2 separate regions of the Hordeum vulgare genome follow, and region 2 is linked to region 1. The links are chromatin contacts, called in public Hi-C maps. All regions are on one chromosome and are shown on one strand. Each heading gives the region's core, a stretch centred on a gene start, on an enhancer-like site or on the middle of the called end of the contact. The rest is flanking DNA. Distances are from core to core; before and after follow the strand shown. Region 1 has its middle 130 kb from the start of LOC123443270. Region 2 holds the start of LOC123443270 (salt stress root protein RS1).

Region 1 (3,350 bases), core at 679-3,178:
CATGTAACAAAATCAATTCACATACACGTTTATGTAGTAAATTCACTCCTACCAATAATGTACAAATAAACAGGGAAAAGAAATACAAAAGGTAATCTTGTCGATCGGGTGTGTGAGGCGACACCTCGGAAAGATAAGCAATACAAGCCATAGTCGGGCGTGTGGGAGACACCGCATAAAGGGACTTGTACAAAGGAATATTACTATACGTTCCACAGTCGGACGTGTGAGCGACACCACATGAAAGGCTTATATGGAAGTAATAACAGTTGTCGCGGTCGTGCGTCTGAGCGACACCACATATAGGGCATAATAAAAATAAATACTCGCCCCAGTCGGGCGTCTCTGCAACACCACGGAAGGGGCCTAATAAAATAAATATAATTATATGCCACATTCAGGCATTGGAGCGACACCACATAAAGGGCTTGTAAGAAAATAATAATAATAATGAACATCGAGGAGGTCGAACATTCCCAAGGATATTCAACAATCATAATCATAAGGGTTAGTCCACAATAAAATAATATTTATGCTCATCCACCATATACCAGATGATTAGTCCACCTTAGAAAAACATGATAATAATAGAGGCTATCATCCTGTTTAATTTAATTCATCCGAAGAGCGACGCTCAGACCGACACTTGACTATTCAACTAGTCCTCCTTGACAATGGGCACGGCTACTCGGATAGTTTTGACTTTGTAGCGGTTGTACTCTTTACCCACAGCCCACGGGTTCCAATAGTCACTTGGACTAATCCCGCGTACGGTATTTAGAAGTAAACACTCATAACCAGTACACACCCATTCTTACCCCCTGAAGACTGACACCACCCGGACTACGCTGCCACGTAAAAACCATGAGACGGGGAGGTCACATCATCGACTAGCATGGGATCACATTTATACCGCACGCAACAAGGGAAGGGTCATTCCCTCTTGGTCACAGACCGAAGAACACCCATGCCCCCTGACCGAATGACTGGATTTTGTCCAGTGCCCCGGATACCTTCATCCCGACCTCTCTACTTGGTGTGTAGTCAGTAATAGGTTTACGACCTACTAAACCGTATCCCCTTTCGGGAAGACTTGTGGAAGCACAAAATATAAGATGACATACTGACAAGACTCGATCTATGGTCGACTTAGGAGGTTTAAGATTTCCTGCAAAGTTACTACCACACAATCTTTCTGGATATATCTTAGTGTTACCACCATCACACCTCGACGTGCCTTCACTGACAACTCTCGTCCCGTGAAATGTCAGCCCATGGTCTCATATTTACCATGACAAACCTCCTTTCGAGGTTGTCTAGATGAGCATGGCACATGAGGCATGAGGTAGTACCCACTCATCCTGTGCATCACACATAATTAGCAACAACAAAATATTCATCACAAGCATGTATGCAAGTAGGATTTTATGTTGGGTTTTATCAACATAACATAATCACATGGTCCATTCACCATATCAAACACCACACAATAAAATAAACCAGGGTTCAAGATGCTTGCTTTCGGAGTGGAGGAGGGTCGTGTGCACCTCAACATCTTGAAGGAAGTTTCCTCTCTCCAATATTCCAATTTTGACAATATTTCAATTCAACACACCATTCCAAAACGGCACATAAAAAGGGTTTTAAAATTACTGAAATAATTCTTAAAATAAACAAGATGAAATTTTAGGCATGTAGGAAAAATAATCAATTTATTTGGAGTTGTATTTAAAAAGTTAAAGCCATTCAAAGATCTCGTCAAACTTTGTTTAAAACAAACAAAAAAGAAAACATTTCGGTAGCGAATACGCTTTCCAGCAGAGAAAGTGTATTCTATGAAGGGAAGAAGCCACACTTACCGCGTTACGCCTTCTCTGGAGACAAGCGCGCATACGCGGCTGCGCCATCGGGGCCAAGGCTTGCCTCGCTGATAGGTGGGGCCTGCTTGTCGGGTTTCGTCTTCGTCCTCTCGCGCATAGGGGACAGGGCCAGGAGCGAGCTCCAGCAATGCTTGTCGGCGCTATTAGGCTCCAATCCCCAGGCTAGGCACACCGGCGAGACCAGGGAGCATCACCGCTCCATCAGGGAGGGAAAGACTCACCGGACATGCTCGGGGCTGAGCAGGGCAGTGCCCATGGCGGAGGAGAGCTCCGATGAAGAGGGGCTTTGTGCCATCGGCTCTCTTAGACGCAAACGGGGCGGCAAAACGGCGCTGCGGGGTCATTCCTAAGCTGCTGGGGTTGCTAGCTGAGTGGGAGGGCTCTGGCTTGGCTGAAATTGGCCGGAGTTACTCTCGGCATTGGCGGCCCGCAGCGACGAAATCGAGCACAACGACTCGATTATTTTGGCAGGGAGGTAGCTGGGGTGGCTTGAGCTACTGGGTCAGCTCGGGAGGGGGTTTTATAGGCGGCCATAGGTGGTTCCCGTGGTGCCGGAGATAAGATCGCCGGAGACCATTGTACAGTGGCACAGGAAAGGCAGCAGGGTGCGGCAGGAGCACTCTAGTGGCACGAGCAGCTTGAGGACGAAGGCAGGGGGAGGTACTAAGGCCAGTGGCGCTCGGGGGATGCTTGGGCGGTGCTCGCCGTAGCACGGCCGAAGCAGTCGCCGTCCAAAGTGGCTCTGTCGACCGTAGGAGGGCTCGGAGAGAGCAGATAGTACCATCAGGTACTGCTTGGGAAGGAGAGACGTACACTGGTCAGTGTGGCGCAACTCTCAAGGTTGGCAAAGGGGCAAGGACAGGGACACAGCGGCTCGGGTGCGCGTGTGCACAAAGCGCGCTCTAGGCTCGTCCAGAGCACGCACACCAGGTGCTCGACAAAATGTCTTGGTATGCCAGGTGGTCTGGTTGCTACTGAGGTTTAGCAGGTCTGGGGTTAGGAGCACAGTAGAGTGATAGGACATGCTAGATGGGGTAGGAAAGAGACTTACTAGTGCAAACTAATACCCATGCCAAATCTGACCATGCACCAAAGTTGCGTGATGAAATGCGAGGGGCTTGAATTTTTCTCTATTGGCAACCAAAAACTCGAGATCCCACTCTCTTTAGGTGTTAGTTGTGATGGCAGGGTCAGTTGTAGAAAAGAATAAAATAGTTAGTACAATTTTTGGAGAAAACCTTTTCCGGATAGAATCTTGTAGATATTAAAACATGGGCTAAAAATATTCCAAAGAATCTCATCTCTGGAAGTTGGGAGTTTGGTTGGGTGAACTACCAGTAGGAGCAATTAAAGTAGGGGCTGCAGTATGAATCACCAAACTGGATCAGAACAGAAAAAAGATTGTTTTGCTAAATTTTTCCAAAGCTCAAGGTTGGGTTTTTGCATAAAAGTGAATCTCATGCATGAATT
Region 2 (3,347 bases), core at 287-2,786, 130 kb before region 1:
TTCGACACTCTTACTTATCGAAAGGACTACGATTGATCCCCTATACTTGTGGGTCATCAAGCCGCTGCCGGCAGGCGTGCGTACTGGATGCCACCATAGCTGGAACCTCATGTCGCGGGCGGGATGGCGCCGCTGACGCCGCGGGCATGCACTGAGCTCGTGTGCCCCATGCACGTCGGCCTTGTCGCGGGCGTGGGGCGAGGACGGGGGCGCGGCGCGGGGATGCAGGGCGCGGCCACGACGCGAGGCAGGGGCACGAGGTGGGGGCGTGGAGCGGGGCGGGGCGGGGGCATTGCTATCGAGCACGAGCGGAGCGGGGGGTGGCCGCTTGGCTGGCCTGCGTGTCTTCACCATGCTCTGTTGGTGCCGCCCACAAGGTGCTCGTTGAAATGTATGAAAAATAAGAGGTCAAATTAGAGGGTGTGGATAAATGCAAGCAAATATAAGGGGTCAAAACGAACACGCCGGGACATTGATCGGGCGAGTCTGCAAACGTTTGAGGGACACTATTTATATATTGCGGCTATAGATGCTCTTACATGTATTCATATATACCAATATAAAAAGATTCAGAGGGGCAGATCCAACAAATCTCGGCCATCAATCCAAGTCAATCCAACAACTTAGTTTGCTCCAACGTCGAACGGTCAACATGATTAGCGCGCAGTTAATGCCATATCAAATATAAGTTACAACACTACTCATATGATTAACATGAAAATAATTATCCTATATAATATCTACATGCAGTTCATATATTGCCTAATATCAACGTACATTGCATGTATAACTTTATTAGTATTATCAAATGATCGATATGTATGTGGTTGCATGTATTTGAGATATTGAAAGTGAGGGATGTGGTTGCATGGGCAAACATTTGAGGGATGGTCGGGCGATGTTCGGGGATGCGTCCATGGTCATATAGTGGGTCAGATTTATACATTCATGTAGATGGTCCAACGTGTTGGAAGAGAACAAGTATATATTTGTACTCCAACATGCATAGGTAAATTCATTTTGAGAATATTTCCGAGGTGAAGATATAAGATAAACATTTAAGATTCCATTTCATAACCTTTTTGCGGGATCCATTTGACAACAAAAATTAAAACGATGCACATATTTCTCAAAATCCAGAAAGTTTTTGCCAGTAGGAATTTTTATTTCTTGACAGTTCCCCCTTCCAATTATATAAAATAAATAAACCATTAACCATCTCAAATCATTTGGGCAGCTTTCAGGACATCTAACCAGATTACCAAAGTCATAGCACAGAGAATCCTAGCAGCATGTCCTACACTCGCTGTAGTCTGCAGCCTGTACAACTCCAGCGCAGCTTGCAAGCCTCCACGACCCATTCAGCATTTTCTGGCTGCTTTGGCTTAATGACACCCCTTCCATAATCTTCTCCTCATTTGACGTTCATGCCCCTGCCCCCCTCCAACAACCAGTCCCGCGCCACCTCACACGGGGGGCACCCACGTAATTTCCCGCAGGGCCAGGGCGGCCTATGTGGCCAACCCATTATATATCGCTCTCATGGCACCGTGGCTCATGTACTGCTGCCCATTGATAGGCTGGTGATCACTTCTGTCGAGAGGAACTACGCATCCATCTCTTCAACCTCCAGCTATCTGCAGCACGTAAGTTTCCGTTCCTTCTAGCTTCTCTTGTTGCCTCCTTGGCTTCTCCTTCTCATGAGAAAACATCTCATCAAGTTTTGTGTTTATGTTCTTCTGCTAGAGTAGACATCTTTGAAGGAGAGGAATATGACGAGCGTATGGAAGACCAAGGTTCTCCCCGGGCTCAGCAAGTTCTTCGACAAGGATGGCAAGAAGGCCGCCGCCGCCGAGTTCTTGAAATCCTTCAACAAGGTACGTCGAGTTCCGGGTCCTTGTGAAACTGCTGCAAAATTCTTGTGAAATTTGTGTGCTCCCAATTTTTCAAATGGTAGATGATGTCCACACGTGTTTTGTTTGTTTGTTGATTGTGTGGGCGTGCTCTGTGTGTGTAGGAAGAGATTGACAAGGAGATTGAGGACAAGAAGACAGAACTAGAGCCCAAGGTTGTGGAGACTATTGAAGCATCTCCTCCAGAAATTAAGGTGAAAAGATTATTTTTTTTCGTATCTAATTAGTATTGATTTTGTGTGGTTGCTTATAGCACATAACAGTAGGAAGTAGCCACCTTGATGCTTATCATACTGTTATCTTGCTGTAGGGCTTGATAAAGGATAAGAAAACATCCAAGATCAAGAAGAATTCAGCTGCCGTCATCAAGTTCCTTGACGAGATGGCCAAGATTGGTAATTTATTTTTTCCCTAAGTTTTGCAAAATAGAATAGTATGAAAATAAATAAAAAGGATGAAATACATAAATAGAATAGCTTATAGCAATCTTATCAGGTAATTTCCTAGGTTCCATATCTAAAATAACCTTTATCCCTTGCCTTTTGAGCAAAATAACCTCTTATTATCCTGCTTCCACATAACTAAACTTTAGAGGAATCTTCTTAGAACAAAAAGGAGAGAAAGTAATGGAATCTTCTCACATATGTTTCTTGCAACAGAAGTTCACATCCAAACAGTACCGTTGCTTTTAGGCGATGCAGACAAAACCATAACATGTGCAATTACCAACAAAAGATGAACAAATTAACAGTAATTAATTAAGTAGCGCAAGTTTTCGTTGTTGGCACAGGTACCCTCAGCTCTCGGGCATACCGCCGAGAGTTTTGTGCGTTCTAGAATGAAGAAGACACTTTTACTCATTTTTAAGTAATCAAATTAATTATATACAGTATACGTACTTGACTTATACTAATCGAACTAATGAGTGTTGGTCAATATGCAGGTTTCCCCGGAGCCAAGCTGGTGAGCGACGCGGTGGTCAAGTCCGGCACCACGCCCCTCTCCCCCGCCATCGTCTTCATCTTGGACAAGGTTGCGCCCTTCGTCCCAGCGCCTAAAGAGGAGCCCAAGGCCGAGCCTGAGGCCGCCGCCGCCGCCCCGGCAGAGGAGACCACCACCCGCGAGGTCGCCGTGGAGGAGGAGAAGAAGGAAGAGGCCGAGCCCTCCGCTGCGCCGGCAGAAGCGGCCGCACCGGCGGAGGTAGCCGCGCCCGCTGAGGTAGTGGAGGAGAAGAAAGAGGAGGAGAAACCCGCCGAAGCCGCCGTACCTGCCGCCGCTGAGCCGGAGAAGAAGTGATCTGTCGCCGCCGGACTCCAAGAGCAACGCAAGCCACCACCTGGCTTGCTAGCTGCTGGTAATGGAAGAAAACATTTTAAGTTATTGTGAATTTGTGGTCGCTCTCCCGTGTCAAGGTAGCTGCACAAAAGTAAGCAC

The links. Hi-C and Micro-C count contacts between places; a contact is called where the count stands out from the background.
Region 2: a contact with region 1 is called in a Hi-C map of seedling, with 1.6 times the contacts expected there. The contact joins the promoter of LOC123443270 here to the enhancer-like site in region 1. A contact is called at or near these places in 3 of 6 Hi-C or Micro-C datasets (leaf and seedling).

What each region holds. Positions count from the first base shown.
Region 1 is chr3H:139,511,154-139,514,503 of MorexV3_pseudomolecules_assembly, reverse strand. No RefSeq gene overlaps it. Among protein-coding and RNA genes, the nearest start is that of LOC123443270, 130 kb to the left of the region's middle. Within about 2 kb of position 1,928, at least 3 of the 3 cell types and tissues checked have open chromatin away from gene starts, as enhancers often do. A contact at or near this core is called in leaf and seedling, where this site is marked.
Region 2 is chr3H:139,643,464-139,646,810 of MorexV3_pseudomolecules_assembly, reverse strand. It overlaps LOC123443270 (salt stress root protein RS1), which reads left to right and starts at 1,536. Exons shown (of 5, transcript XM_045119596.1): 1 at 1,536-1,646; 2 at 1,752-1,877; 3 at 2,018-2,107; 4 at 2,224-2,308; 5 at 2,857-3,347. The coding sequence starts at 1,773. The coding sequence ends at 3,209.